Linked DNA regions of Sus scrofa: region 2 is linked to region 1. The links are chromatin contacts, called in public HiChIP or PLAC-seq maps. All regions are on one chromosome and are shown on one strand. The core of a region is the stretch at or near the end of the contact, and the rest is flanking DNA. Distances in the headings are between cores, read along the strand shown. Region 1 has its middle 85 kb from the start of SUCLA2. Region 2 has its middle 440 kb from the start of SUCLA2.

The links. HiChIP or PLAC-seq counts read pairs in DNA pulled down with a chosen protein or histone mark.
Region 2: an H3K27ac HiChIP or PLAC-seq map of alveolar macrophages shows a contact between it and region 1. The contact joins two enhancer-like sites. A contact is called at or near these places in 1 of 47 Hi-C or Micro-C datasets (embryonic fibroblasts) and 1 of 2 datasets of contacts at active chromatin or transcription factors (alveolar macrophages).

Annotation. Positions count from the first base shown.
Region 1 is chr11:19,697,670-19,704,434 of Sscrofa11.1, forward strand. No RefSeq gene overlaps it. Among named protein-coding and RNA genes, the nearest start is that of SUCLA2, 85 kb to the left of the region's middle. Within about 2 kb of position 4,347, at least 10 of the 83 cell types and tissues checked have an H3K27ac peak or open chromatin away from gene starts, as enhancers often do. A contact at or near this core is called in alveolar macrophages, where this site is marked.
Region 2 is chr11:20,049,873-20,056,637 of Sscrofa11.1, forward strand. No RefSeq gene overlaps it. Among named protein-coding and RNA genes, the nearest start is that of SUCLA2, 440 kb to the left of the region's middle. Within about 2 kb of position 2,934, at least 2 of the 83 cell types and tissues checked have an H3K27ac peak or open chromatin away from gene starts, as enhancers often do. A contact at or near this core is called in alveolar macrophages, where this site is marked.

The sequences.
Region 1 (6,765 bases), core at 3,097-5,596:
TGTACTGGATCAGGGCCTAATCTACCCCATGATGACTTTATCTTAACTAATTATATATGCAACGAACTTATTTCCAAATAAGGTCATCTTCTAAGGTACTAGAGGTTAGGCCTTCAACTATGAATTTTCAAGGGACAAAATTCAGCCCGTAACACCTCCTAAGGTGACAGACTCCTCCAATACAGGAGAGGTAGCCAAAAAAAGAATTAGAAATGCCAAGTATAAATTCAGAAAATAGTACTTCCAACGCATGACCCTTTAATAACTTATTGTGGATGAGAGTCATAATCTTATGTGGACTAAAGATTGTTTTCTATGAACATCGAGCAGAGCAAATCGAAGAAACTGAAGCCCTAACATTTTGAGAGCCGAAAAGAGCCTTCGGGATTGATCTGACACCCGCTTTCTTCCAGTGAAAACCACAGAGGTCCAGGCCAGTAAGAGACTTGTTCAAGGTCACAGAGCAAAGACGGAGGTAGACCCCAGAGACTCCTAGTCCAGTGTTCCTTCCTCCAGAACACACAGCTTCTGTTCTGTGTTTCATTACAATTGGATTTCTTGCAGGTCCAACCACTTACTTTGCATTTACGCAAATTCCAGACCCTGGTTCTGATTTTCTAAGAGGATGGTTCACAGAGCCTCCCCGATGCCCACTTGCTGCTGCCTAACCCAGGTTCAGGCAGGGGAAGCCTTCCTGCTCTGGGCCGCAGGCGCATGATGGTTGGCAGCCTCAGTTTGGCCTGAGGTTGCTGAATGCTTTGAGGATTTGGCTGAAGGTCCTGGCCTGGACTGTGGGGTGAGGGGGGGTTCTGGGAAATACAGACCAGGTCCTGGAAATGACGGTTAGCGTCTCTGGGAGAAAGGAGAGAGGAACCCAGAAGGATAGTGGCTGTCTTTCTCTGCTGGGGATGGATGTAAATAAAGACAGAGAATTTCAAAAGGAATATTTAAAAAAAGAAACCTTTATGCTACACTCCTCTGCTAGCTGTAACATAGGTTGAAGACGGGGCTCAGATCCTATGTTGCTGTGGCTGTGGTGTAGGCTGGCAGGTGAAGCTCTAATTTGACCCCTACCCTGGGAACCTCCTTATGCCATGAGTGTGACCCTAAAAAAAAAAAGCGCAAACAAACAAAAAACCAAACATTGCTAGGGGCTAAAAGATTTGCGATAATAGAGTGACTCCTAAAGATGTTCAGCTCTGCTAGGACATTAATCATAAGGATGAAACAAGACCCAGATCTTTCTTTCCTTCTTGCCATTTTCCAGTCCTCTTTGTCTCTGTTTCATCATATTTTTATCCAAGGAAAGAGCTGTGAATGTGACATTTTTTCTTTCTTTCTTTTTTTTTTAAATTTTTTGGGCCACACCTGGAGCATATGGAGGTTCCCAGGCTGGGAGTTGAATCGGAGCTGCAGCTGCTGGCCTACGCCAGAGCCATAGCAACACTAGATCCGAGCCACTTCTGTGACCTACACCACAGCTCACGGCAACGCCAGATCCTTAACCCACTGAACAAGGCCAGGGATCGAACACGAAACCTCATGATTCCTAGTCGGACTCGTTTCCACTGCGCCATGTCGGGAACTCCGAAATTTCTTTCTTCTCCACACTTTAATGGGCATATCGGAGAAAATGCTCAAAGGGCTTTCCAAACTCTCTTTTCCCTCTCGGCAGATTCCCGCCTTAGTGAAGGAAGCTGCTTTGGGTGAACACTGCGAGGACGTCACAGGTCCTCGCCCGTCCTGAATTGTCCTCTCCCTTTGACATAGAGAATCCCTTGCTGCGAGCAGCCCAGCTTCTCTCTTGTCAGGATGGCTATTCCAAGGTCATGCACGTTTGTACTCTCTTCCTTCCCATGCTTACTCGGGGCTCATCAGCCCTGCTGGGAGAGACTGGGCTGGTCCCGAGCTAGGAGGACCCATCATTAGTTTGAGACGCGGGTCACATATAAAGGAGAGAGGGACTTGGGTTTTTCGGCCAGTGTTAGTTTTTTTTTATGTCAAAGAAAAATTTTTTTAATTAAAATATAGTTGATTTACAATGTTGTGCCAATTTCTGCTCTACAGCAAAGTGACCCAGTCATCCACATATATTAGCGTCAGAGTTTTGATGGACCTGTCATTTCCCCCTTCCCACTCAATCCCCATGACCTTGGAGGATGACCGCCAGGGCCTCTCCTTGGGACCGGCATTCAGCCAACATTTGTTGTATTTATTGACTTGCGTCTTACTAGTCATGGCACAGAGCCCCAGGCGAAAGGCTGACTGTCAGAAGAACTAGATGTTTGGGCTGAGGAATTTTCTCTTCCTGGACAATTTAAGTTTTTAACCACTGTTCTGTTATCAGATGTTTTTTTTTTTGGCTAGGGCTTTCAGAGAAAAATATGTAGTTTGGTGGCTTACACAACAGGAATTTACCGTCTCCCAGGTCTGGAGGCTGCAAGTCCAAGATCAAGGTGGTGGCAGTTTTGCTTTCTCCCTGGCCTCTGCCTGGCTGGCAGGTGGTTGCCTGCTTGCTGTGTCCTCATGTGGCCTTTTCTCCCTGCACATACATCTCTGGCGTCTCTGTGTGTGTCCAGATTTCCTTTTATAACAATATCGGTCAGACTGGATCAGGGCCCACTTGTCTGAGTCATGCAACCATGATCACCTCTGTAGAATCTTTCTCCAAATACAGTCACGACCTGAGGTACCAGGATTTGTGGGCTTAACCGATGCCTTTGGGGGTGGACCCCGTTCAGTCCACAGCACCATGTGTATCTATACCTGTAACAGATCCTAAGTCAGAGAGTCAGAGACTGTTGGGGCTGGAATGGACTTCAAACACCTGGTCCTTCACCCACGTTACAGATGAGGAACTGAATTCAACAAGGGGAACTGGAAAAATATGGTTTAAAAAAAATTTAGGATCCCAGCCTCCTTCCTCTACTACCCCTGCGTCTTTTGTCTCCAGTCTAGGCTCGTGTTCCGGGCCCTTCCTGCCTCTGTGGGGACAGAGGATGGGCAGAGACCTTCTCAGAGTCACGCCGGGCCCCGGGGCTGGCAGGGCAATGGCATTCAGCCCTTGTCTTCACGTGACCTCCCCTGACCTTGGCTGGTGCTTCCCCAGCACCAGGCCACCACCGCCCCCCCCCCCCCCCGCCGTCTCCTCTTAGGGTTCTCCCGGGGAAGCGGAGAGGGCGAGCTTGTCTTCCGCTACCCACCCCCAGCCTCGGCCTTTCCTTTTCTTTCTTCAGCACCAGCAGCTCTCAGGCTGGCTCCTTCCTGTCCAGCTCCCCTTTCCTGTGAAGTCCCCTCCTTGGCCCTTTCCGGAGCCTCCCTCCTCCTGCGATTCCTTCTTCCACCCCAGGTGGGCCCTCCCTGCTTGCATCTTCAGTGGTGTCCCCGTCCATTGCTCCCAGAGCCCTCTGCTCACTCCTGCTCCGGAGCCCTTCACATTCTGCGTTTAACAGTAGCTGACACACTGGTCTCCCCTGCTGTGCTGTAAGTAACTAGAGGGCAGGAGGCTGCCCATTTCTTTTGTACCCTTAGGTTCGGTACAGGGTCTGGAATGAGTAGGCGTTCAGCGGGTGCTTCTGGAATGAGTGGGATCCCTCATGTCCCAGCCACCACTCAGCAAGGTCACAGCTCGACTTGATGTAATGACCCACTTGCTGTCGGTCTGAGTGTTGAAGGCGAGGCCACCAGTGACAGGTGTGTAGACCTAGGAGGCAGGTGCTTCAGACCTTCATTTCTTCAGTGATTCATCCCTTCAAACATCTTCTAAGCACCTACCGGTGTCAGGGGTTGGACAATAAGCAAAACACATTCAGTTCTCAAGAAGGTCAAGGGACATGGCGGAGCTAGAAAATTTCCCTTTCCTTTTGATGCCGTAGATGTGGTTGGAGAAAGATTTGAGGTTATGTTGCTGGGCGTGAACCAGGCTCTTAAAGGTTCACCAATAGGTTATTTGACATGTTTCTTTCTAACAGCTTGGATGAGTGCTGTGGTATCATGGTGCAAACTGTCAGCCAAGAAACAGAGACTGCCTAACCCATTCCTTTGAGGTTCATTTAATGCTACGGGAAACCCATGTTGGTTGTCTGCACTCTCCTGGCCAATCACAGCTTCAACATCTTATATTGTTTGCTATTTTAGGAAAAAAAAGACAAAATCTTTTTGTGACAGTCACGCAACTATTTACAATAATTGCAAGTTAATTTGCTTCCTCAGGTGAATATGCTAGGCATTAAAACATAACTTGCATTCTGATTTGGGAGAGCGATAAATCTTGTGCCGAGGACCTGTTTTGGATGAGAGCTTGCTAAAATTGTGAAATTCCCATTGCATGTGACAGGAAGTGGTGGCTGGACTGTGAGGAGAGGGAAGAGGGGAGAGTTTGTATTTCGCTCCAACAAGGAGCAGTAGCGATGGATGAATTTATTTACATTGTTGAATGTATTTACACACAGATGCAGGTTTTTAGCTTTTATGTTTTTCCTCAATATTGTGCCATTTCTAAGATACAGCAGAACCACTTTTTCACCGTTGAAAGCACATCCTATAAAAGTTAATCCCTTGATTCAAAAAAAATCTGCTTTAAATAGGTAAGAATGCCTACGATATGAAGGTACAGAAGAATATGCAGAGGAAAGTGAGTGTTGTGGGTGTTTTTCGCAATTCTTTTTTATTACTGTGGCAAAAACACACATTTATCATTTTAACCATTCGTGAACGCACACTTCAGTGACGTTAAGCGCATTCATAAGCTTGTGTCACCATCACCGCGATCCATATCCACAGCTTCTCCATCACCCCTCTGGCAAAACTCTGTACCCATTAAACCACAGTTTCCCCTTCCTCCCTCCAGCCCTTGGTAACCACTCTTCTGCTTTCCGTCTCCAGGAATTTGACTGCTCATTAAAGTGGACGCATCCACTGCCTGTCTTTTTGTGACTGGCTTCTTTCCCTTTGCATGCCTTTAGGGTTCACCCACATTCTGACACGTATCAGAGTTTCATTTCTTTTTAAGACTAAATAATACTCCATGTGATGCATATGCTACCTTTTGTTGACCCATTTTCCCCCCGGATGGGCATTTGGGTTGTTTCCACCTTTTGGCTAGTGTGAATAATGCTGCTATGAACAGCCATTGGAATAAATATCTGTTTAAGTTCCTGCTTTCAATTCTTCTGGCTCTACACCTGCAAGTGTAATGGCTGGGTTGTAATTCTTTTTGTTTACTTAGATTCTGAGCCACTGCTGCGCTGGAGGATTCTTCCTTCCTTTTGAGGCAAAGCCTGTTTCTCACTGCTGAAGACAGAATTGATTTGGGGCCTTGGCTCTGACTTTTTAGTTCCTATGCCTGATCTGGGGCGTCTCTAAGCCTTCCAACATCCTCCTAACAAACTCCCTTCCTACTTAAATCAGCCAGGGTTGTTTTTGTTGTTTGCGATACAAATGCTGACTGACAGTTTCCTGGCCCAGCAGTTCCATTCCTTGAGGCATCAGTTTCCTGTGCCTCCCCCCAGGTATTTGTAATATTTGCAAATCTGAAAGACAGTATATGATTTCCGTGTTCACCATCCCATGCCTAAGACTAAGGCCTTGAGATGGTAAAGTGTAGGCTGTACGTGTAAACTTCATAATCTTCCAGTTACTAAGCTTGGGGCCTGGCAGGGGGCGGGCGCGGATCCCACTGTAGGCTTTGTCAGCTCTCTGATGAATTCGCATGGATGGCAGAGCTGTCCACAAAGGGCTCAGTGGGACGGGCGGGAGGTGGAACACGAGATGGGAACTATGGATGGCATCAGAGCCAAGAGGCTGAGAAGACGGATGTTGGAGAGACTCTGCTTTCTGGCTGGGTTCGGTGGTCTCTTTGCCTAATAGAGTCAGCAGGTTCCATCACTATGGAAATCCTTGATTTTTATCCCCCAGTCCCAGCGGGTTAGAGAGCCGAGGTGTTGCTGGTTTGGGTCCTGTGGTCGTCTGTTAGGGTGGCTTGCATCCCACAGGTCTCTTTTTAGGCCACGTCTTAGAGCTCAGGGTGGGATGCCTGCCTTGATGTGTCCCATCTGCTAGCTTTGTATCCGAACTGTTCGGGATGGAAAGGAAAAGAAAACGGAAGAGGAAAAGAGTGAAGGGATTTGCCTTCTGCAAAGGGCACCTTTACTATAATGTGGCAGGTGGATTGAAAGGAGCCCACAGTCCATGGGGGGACGCGTGAGGAGGCAGCTTCGGTCATCAGGTGAGAGATGGTGGCAGTTTGACAAGGGTCGAGGTGGTGGAAGTGGAGAGCTGTGGGTGGATTCAGGAGAATTCTAAGGGGAGAGGCTATCAGGATTTGGTGAAGGAGTCTCAAGCTGGGTGTCAGAGGGGGAGGGATTAAGGATTCTCCTGGTTCCAGCTTGTGCCAAGGATGCTTGTTGGGCTAAGTGCAGAGACAGGAAACCCAGAAGAAGATCAGTCTCTATGGGGGAATGATGACTTGGGGCTCCTGGAGGGAGAATATGACAAGGACAAGGAATTTAGTGGTGGCAAAATGGGTTAAGGATCTGGTGCTGTCACCTTTGCGGCTCTGGTTATAGCTGTGGCATGGGTTCAGTCCCTGGCCCGGGAACTTCCACAAACCACGAACACTCAGCCTGGAGCCTCACCACTCGGATGAACTATTTGGAGGTGCTTTTAGTTTCTTCCTCTGGGAAAAGAAGGCCATCCAAGTGGCTGCTCTTCAGTGTTCCTTCTCGTCCTTGCTCTGCAAGACGTGAAAGCCATTTCTTCTCTCTG
Region 2 (6,765 bases), core at 1,684-4,183, 350 kb after region 1:
GGGAGCAGGGTCATGGAGAAAATGGAGCCTCATCAGTTGTATTTGACCCATAAATCGAGGGGCCTCCTTCCTTCTCCTTTGCAGACTAAGTATTACAGGGTGGCTTGTAAGTTGAAAGTGTGGAATGATTTGGGTGGGCAATAAAGAGCTTACTTGCTCAAAACATCTCTCTTTTCCCCATTTCCTGACACCTGCAGCTTATTTGCCTGAAAAACAAGATAACACGGCAACTGACGGTCATACTCCTGACAATGACTCACACCAGGTCTGTTCCTCACAGCAGGTTTTGATAAGGAGGAAGGCAGAGGAGAATGAAAGAGGACGCGAAACAAAGAAAAAGATGAGCCTGATGTGGCAGGGCTGGGGGAAGGAGCAAAATAATCCACCCTCCCCTTCATACTCATGGAGGAGAAAGTTTCTAAATTTCTGTTGAGGCTACTAAAGAATATGAGAGTAAGAAAAAGAGGTATTTTTGTTTGAGCTTCCAAACAAGGTACAAACCATTGGGAGTTTAGAAAATACTAAGATTATTTATTTATTTTAGGAAGAAAAAAAATTGAATGTAACAAACCCACAGTAAGTTGAATTTCCCTTCCTTGCTAGGTAGACATAGCTATGTTTTATATGTTATGTATATATATATATTCTTTATTAGTGAAAATGTTAATTATGCTGGATCAAGACTGAAAAATACACTGACATAATATTGAAGTTATTAATAGAAGTTTTCCAAGAGACTATTTTTCTGTTAAGTCCAGGGTCAAACTTTTCAGAATTTTTTCTTTTTTTTTCCTTCCTTTTTTTTTTTGCTTTTTTAGGGCCACACATTCAGCATATGGAGGTTCCCAGGCTAGGAGTTGAATCAGAGCTGCAGCTGCTTGCTTAGTCACAGCCATAGCAAGGCACAATCCAAGCTTCATCTGCAGCCCACACCACAGCTCACTGAAATGCTGGATCCTTAACCCACTGAGTGAGGCCAGGGATTGAACCTGCATCCTCATGTATACTAGCCAGGTTCATTTTCAATGAGCCACATCGGGAACTCCTCGAGGACTTTTTTTTAAATTTCCAAATGGAACAAGAATCTTCTTTGGTGCAAATGGTTTCATCTATAATGATGGTCAGATTCCTGTGTGTTGTTAGCTTTTAGAGTATAACAATCCTTCCACGACCAAAGATACCTATGAACTTCCTCTTTTGATCAACTGTGTGTGGGGGTGGCTCAGAAGGAAATAGTTAAGGATAAGAATAACATGAGGGATGGGTTTCCGTTATTCATTCTATTCCTATTTGCCCTCAAAATGAATGGAAGCTGACCAGGGACTTCTCAGCTATGACGAATTCCTAGTTTAGGTTCTTTGATTGGTGTCATATGGGGAGCTTGATGCAGTCAGTGAATGATGTATCTGCGTAAAGACACCCTTCCCTCATCCCCATGGAAAACACCATCCTTTTATCCCATGTCTACCGATAAACACCTCAAAGGACTTGCTCACCAAAACCACTTCTTGGCAAAGGAAATTTACAGAAACGTATTGCTCCTGAATGAATAATTTTGATCATAAAAAGAATAACGAATGCATGGAAACTACACGTCAATTCCCCATTAAGCCATATGAAAGGTGCATTAGGCTAATGTACCTAATACAGGCCAGCCATTTCACCAGAGGAACTGCCTGGAGGATTCTGACATAAATCATGTTGGTAATTCCAAGGAGTTTCTGTAGATGGTAGATGGGTGGTAGATTTCTTTTTAATTATTCTACATCTGTTTAGAGATGTGCAATTTCCAACTATGTAATTGGCTTTTAAGTACTTTTTCATTACTATAAATAAAGTGTTACATGCAATTACGTTTAAATATCTGCAGTGCAAAAGCTAGCGGCGGCCCACGGGTTACAGCACTTGAGCTTATGGGGGATGCTCTCCTTATGGTGTGATGGTGGCCGGATTCAAAACAACACTACTCCTGGAGCCGGGTAAGAGGCTGATTATATTTAGAGTACATTCACTTCCCACGGTCATCTGGTAGGAAAGGAAGCACTGTTGAAACCTCATCTTCTCCACTGGACAGTGTCGTGACTGGGGGAATTAGTGGAAGAAAAAAGGATAAACCCACCTGGGGTCTAGATCTAGAATGCTAATCAGAGCTTGAAGTAACACAGCTTTTTTTTTCTTCTTCTTTTTTTTTTTTTTTTTTTTCTTTGTAGGACCACACCTGAGGTATATGGAGGTTCCCAGGCTAGGGTCGAACTGAGCTGAAGCTGCCAGCCTACACAACCAGGGCAATGCCAGACCCAGCTGTGTCTCTGACCTACATCACAGCTCACAGCAACGTCATCGGATCCTTAATCCACTGAGCAAGGCTAGCCTGCATCCTCAGGGATACTAGTCATGTTCGTTACAACTGAGCCACAGTGGGAACTCCCAAGACAGAGCTATTTTTGCCTGGCTTTCACATCTGAGATCTCTTCCAAAATAGAAACTGTTACTTTCACTCTCTGGGGGCAACTTGGGGTAAAGGATTAGCAGGTACATGCCCTTAGTATAAATTTCAGATGCCTAGGACATCAATCTCCCTTGAAAGAGGCCAACCTCTCCTTTCTCCATTTTCAGCGGGTACCAAATCTAGGCTTATTCTCACAGCTGCGGATGAGAAGCAGGTAATCCTAAAATTTTTTTTGCAAGGAAAGGGCCTAGATTTAGCACATGCTATAGCAGACAGGGGCTTTAGAGATTTATTACAGAGAATGAGCGAAGTCAAGTTGAATTGCTTGAGACAGAGCAAACTCTGAGCAAGCTCACGTGCCCCCGTCGACTGACTTCTTAACTGTCTTTCCATCCTCTTCCCTTTTTATTTGGGGAAACAGACTCTCCGCTGTAGCTCTGGGGTGTGTGTCAGCACTTTATCATTGCTCGTGTTAATTTCCTCATGCGTCTTTCCCACCCAGCACCATGTGCTGAATCATCCCCCATGATCCTTTCTGCTTTGAGACTGAACTCTCCAGTGTCACAAGCGGCCACCACGTTTTCTTCACATGATAGCCATCATGAAAAGACTATCAAAACAGAGCTGATACTGTTAGGAAAGTTCTCTTAAATGGAACTGGGAGGCCACTGAGAAATTATGACTTAACGCACATCTCAGCTCAGATGGAGTCTAACCTTTTGACCATTTATTGTCTGAACACAGGCATCCAGAACATCTGCACAACGGTCCAGAAACCCAAGATACTGATAGAATTCTTACCCTAAACAACTTGTGACAACCTACCCATTAGGGCAAATGTTTCCTTTCTTGTGTCAGGGTGCAGACTCATGGCTTTTGCCTTTATAAGCCCTCCTTTCTCTTCTCCAGAATATTCTTTTGGTTGGCCTGAATCCGTGTCTCCCCAGTTGCAATTCTTATGATGCCGAATAAACGCTTCCTTGCAGCCTTCTATGTTTTTTTCATCAACACTATTCAAATTTGTGCAGCCTCAGTGGACACAATGTATATTCTGTTTAATAGTCTTGCTTGAGGCGGTTTCCTATTGTTATCTCCTTAGTTTCCCTCTGAGGGTGCATGGTTTCTTTTTTTGTAAACTTCTTGGGATCTGTCTCCTGGACCCTGCCTGGAGGTTTTTGGCAAGATGTGGGACAGTGTCCTTCCAGTCATTGCAGTTACACTTGAGCAGGGGAGAGAGAGCCAAGGCGTATTCTGCCCAGTGCTGCTTGAACTTAATGGGTGATTGGAGAAGGAATGGAGCAGAGTAGGTTAGGCTGTTAATTGGAATCAATGAAGCAGACTCTATGAAGCCCGATTTTAATACAGAAAAATAAGATAGTAATTAAATAGTAAGAATAAAGCTTAACTTGGAGATTAAAATGTTAAAAACATAGTATGATTTTTTTCTATCTTGAAAGACTGTACAATTAAATTTTCTTCAAGTTATGAAACAATCTGTTGTGGGGCTAGATCCAAGGACTGCTTTTTTGGTGTGTAATCGCAAGCATCTTTTTCATAAGCATTTAGGATGGTCATTTTCTGTCTTTCCCAGAAATGTATGAATCATGGTAAACTTATTCCTCTTAGAATCAGACATGTTGTAAACTGGGAAATCTTTGGGGCTGTTTCTTTAAGAATTATGAGTGGGTGAGTGAGGTGGATGAGTGAGGCAATGACATAATATTTACCAGAGGATTTGGAAAATTAAATAACTATTTGCAACATAATGTATTTGTCATCAGATTAAGTAAACCTTTTTAAAATTCCAATTGTATGTTGAGAACTTTTACAATTGGCACCTTATTTAATATTGAGGCAAATTAAACTTTATTATGTTCTATTTTATATTTTAGACACAAGTCTTTTCATTAGAGATTTTTTTTTTTGGCCAGTATTTTCTACCAGCATATGGCTTGATTTTTTTTTTTTTTTCAGTCTCTTAACAATGTCTTTCACAGAGCGGAAGTTTTTAATTTTAGTAAAGTCACATTTAGCCACTTTTTTCCCCCTTGGGTGGATTGTGCTTTCAGTGTTAGATTATTGAAATCCATTGCCAAGTCAAGGTCTTGTAGATTTTCTTCTAGAAGTTTTGTAGTTTTGCATTTTATTCTTAGGTATATGATCCATTTTGAGTTAATCTTCTGCATTGTGTAAGTAATGTGTCCAGGTTTATTTTTCTGCATGTACAATTCTCTGGTACAATTGTTCCAGTGTCATGGCTTAAAGTCAAAGATGGTCCTTTCTCCATTGATTTGACTTTGCTTCTTTGTCAAAGATCAGTTGGCTACATCTGTGTGGGTCTCATTTTGGACTCTATTCTGACCCATTAATTTATGGGTCTATGCCTCTGCCAGTCTTTTTTTTTTTTTTTTGTCTTTTTGCCATTTCTTGGGCTGTTCTCACGGCATATGGAGGTTCCCAGGCTAGGGGTCCAATCAGAGCTGTAGCTGCCAGCCTACCCCAGAGCTGCAGCAATGCGGGATCCAAGCCACGTCTGCCACCTACACCACAGCTCAAGGCAATGCCAGATCCTTAACCCACTGAGCAAAGCCAGGGATCAAACCCGCAACCTCATGGTTCCTAGTTGGATTCGTTAACCACTGAGCCAGGGCGGGAACTCCTCTGCCAGTTTTAATAGATGAAGAATAATTTCAGGGAAGTTAAGTGATCATCTTCAAGTTGTAGATTCACTAAGTTGCAGAGTAGGAATTGGAAATTACATCTTTTGAATTCATATGCCATCCTGCTCAGTAAACTACAGTTACCTCCCTTCCAATGTAGAACAAAAACTCTGTGCTACTGTTAATCATGATACTGGTGCCCCTTCCTAGTTGGCCCTATGACCTTCGCGCACGTTGGCCACAAGGGGGCAGAGTTGACAGAAAGAGTGGCTGCTGGATAGATGATACCTTGTACACAGAAAGTCTTGTCTACCTGTGCAATCTGAACCTTGGCATTGACTAATTGGAAGCTGATTGCTTTATTGAAATATGCACAGGTGCAAATTAAAACCCAAGTCCCTTCACAATCTAAGATGGAAGATTTCTGGTAATACTGTACTTGCTGAATAATGATGCGAGCTGCTAAGGATGCAGCTGTAAAGGGCTTGATTATTGGCTTCTGCTTCCACTTCCTATAAGTTTATAGAAAGGAGAGAGGGTGTAATCAGTTGTGCTTTGAGAAATTTTTGCAGAGCCCTAGTTTTGATATTGTAGAATTTTTAAAGAAAGGTGTAGTTTGAAGTTTAAATTTAAAAAAAAATTTAGAAAACGCAATAATATAGATGTACACAAGTCTGGAATTGTATGAGATTTAAAGTATTTCATACATACACATATCATTGTTTTTTAACTTAAGAAATAGATAAGCTTTCAGTGAAAGACCAGTGTTTTCTGGCTTTCAGGATGAATGGACCTCCTGGTCTTTAGCCCACAGTGAATCATCTAAGTAACAGTGAAAAGAATTTAAGACTTAAGTCACCTTCTGTGGAACTTGGGTGAAATCTTGAATTCTTGATAATGAATGAATTCTAAAATATCAGTATTATTACATACAGCAATTATGAATATTCCTTCTACCCATATTTTATGATGGGTTGTTGGGGTTATGGCAGGAGAATGAATGATCATCTGATTAGGGCTCTCATAGCACGGTTTACACCCAGTCATACACTCTGGATAATTTGGTATCTGATACAAACCTCGTCTCAAAATTATTTTGTCCTTCTAAAGCTTAAAGTTTAGAGGTAATTAAGAAGACATACAGATTGTAGAATAGGGCGTCACCAAGTTCCTAGAAGGATTTTGGCAAAACACTTGGGAGAAGTTTGGAATATAAAAGCTAGATTCTTTAATAATAGATAGTGTAGTAACTCTAAGGGGTCAAGATGTTATTCATAAAGAATATATATGTAGTTATAGTTGCAGTAAGTATTCTTTTAAGATGTTTTATAAATAAAAATAGTTGAGATGGAAACTCACAGAAATGAAACTACTTGTCAAATGCTGTTTTACCAATTTGTTTTTGCACAGTGTAATCTTGGCAATTCCTTGCATCTCTCAAAAGCCATGGATCTGCATTTGTGCTATCAAAGTGTTCAGAAATCCCAGACTTCCTCTAAGGCATCAAAATGCTTTGGAACATCTGTATGCTAAATATAGGCTGAAAACTGTGCAAGATATATGCTCTGTGCTAGTTTTGAACTTTGAAGCATATGGGAGTTTGTACTTTTCTGCCAGAACTAATAGCTGCATAGTCAATCAATTTAAAGCATTTAC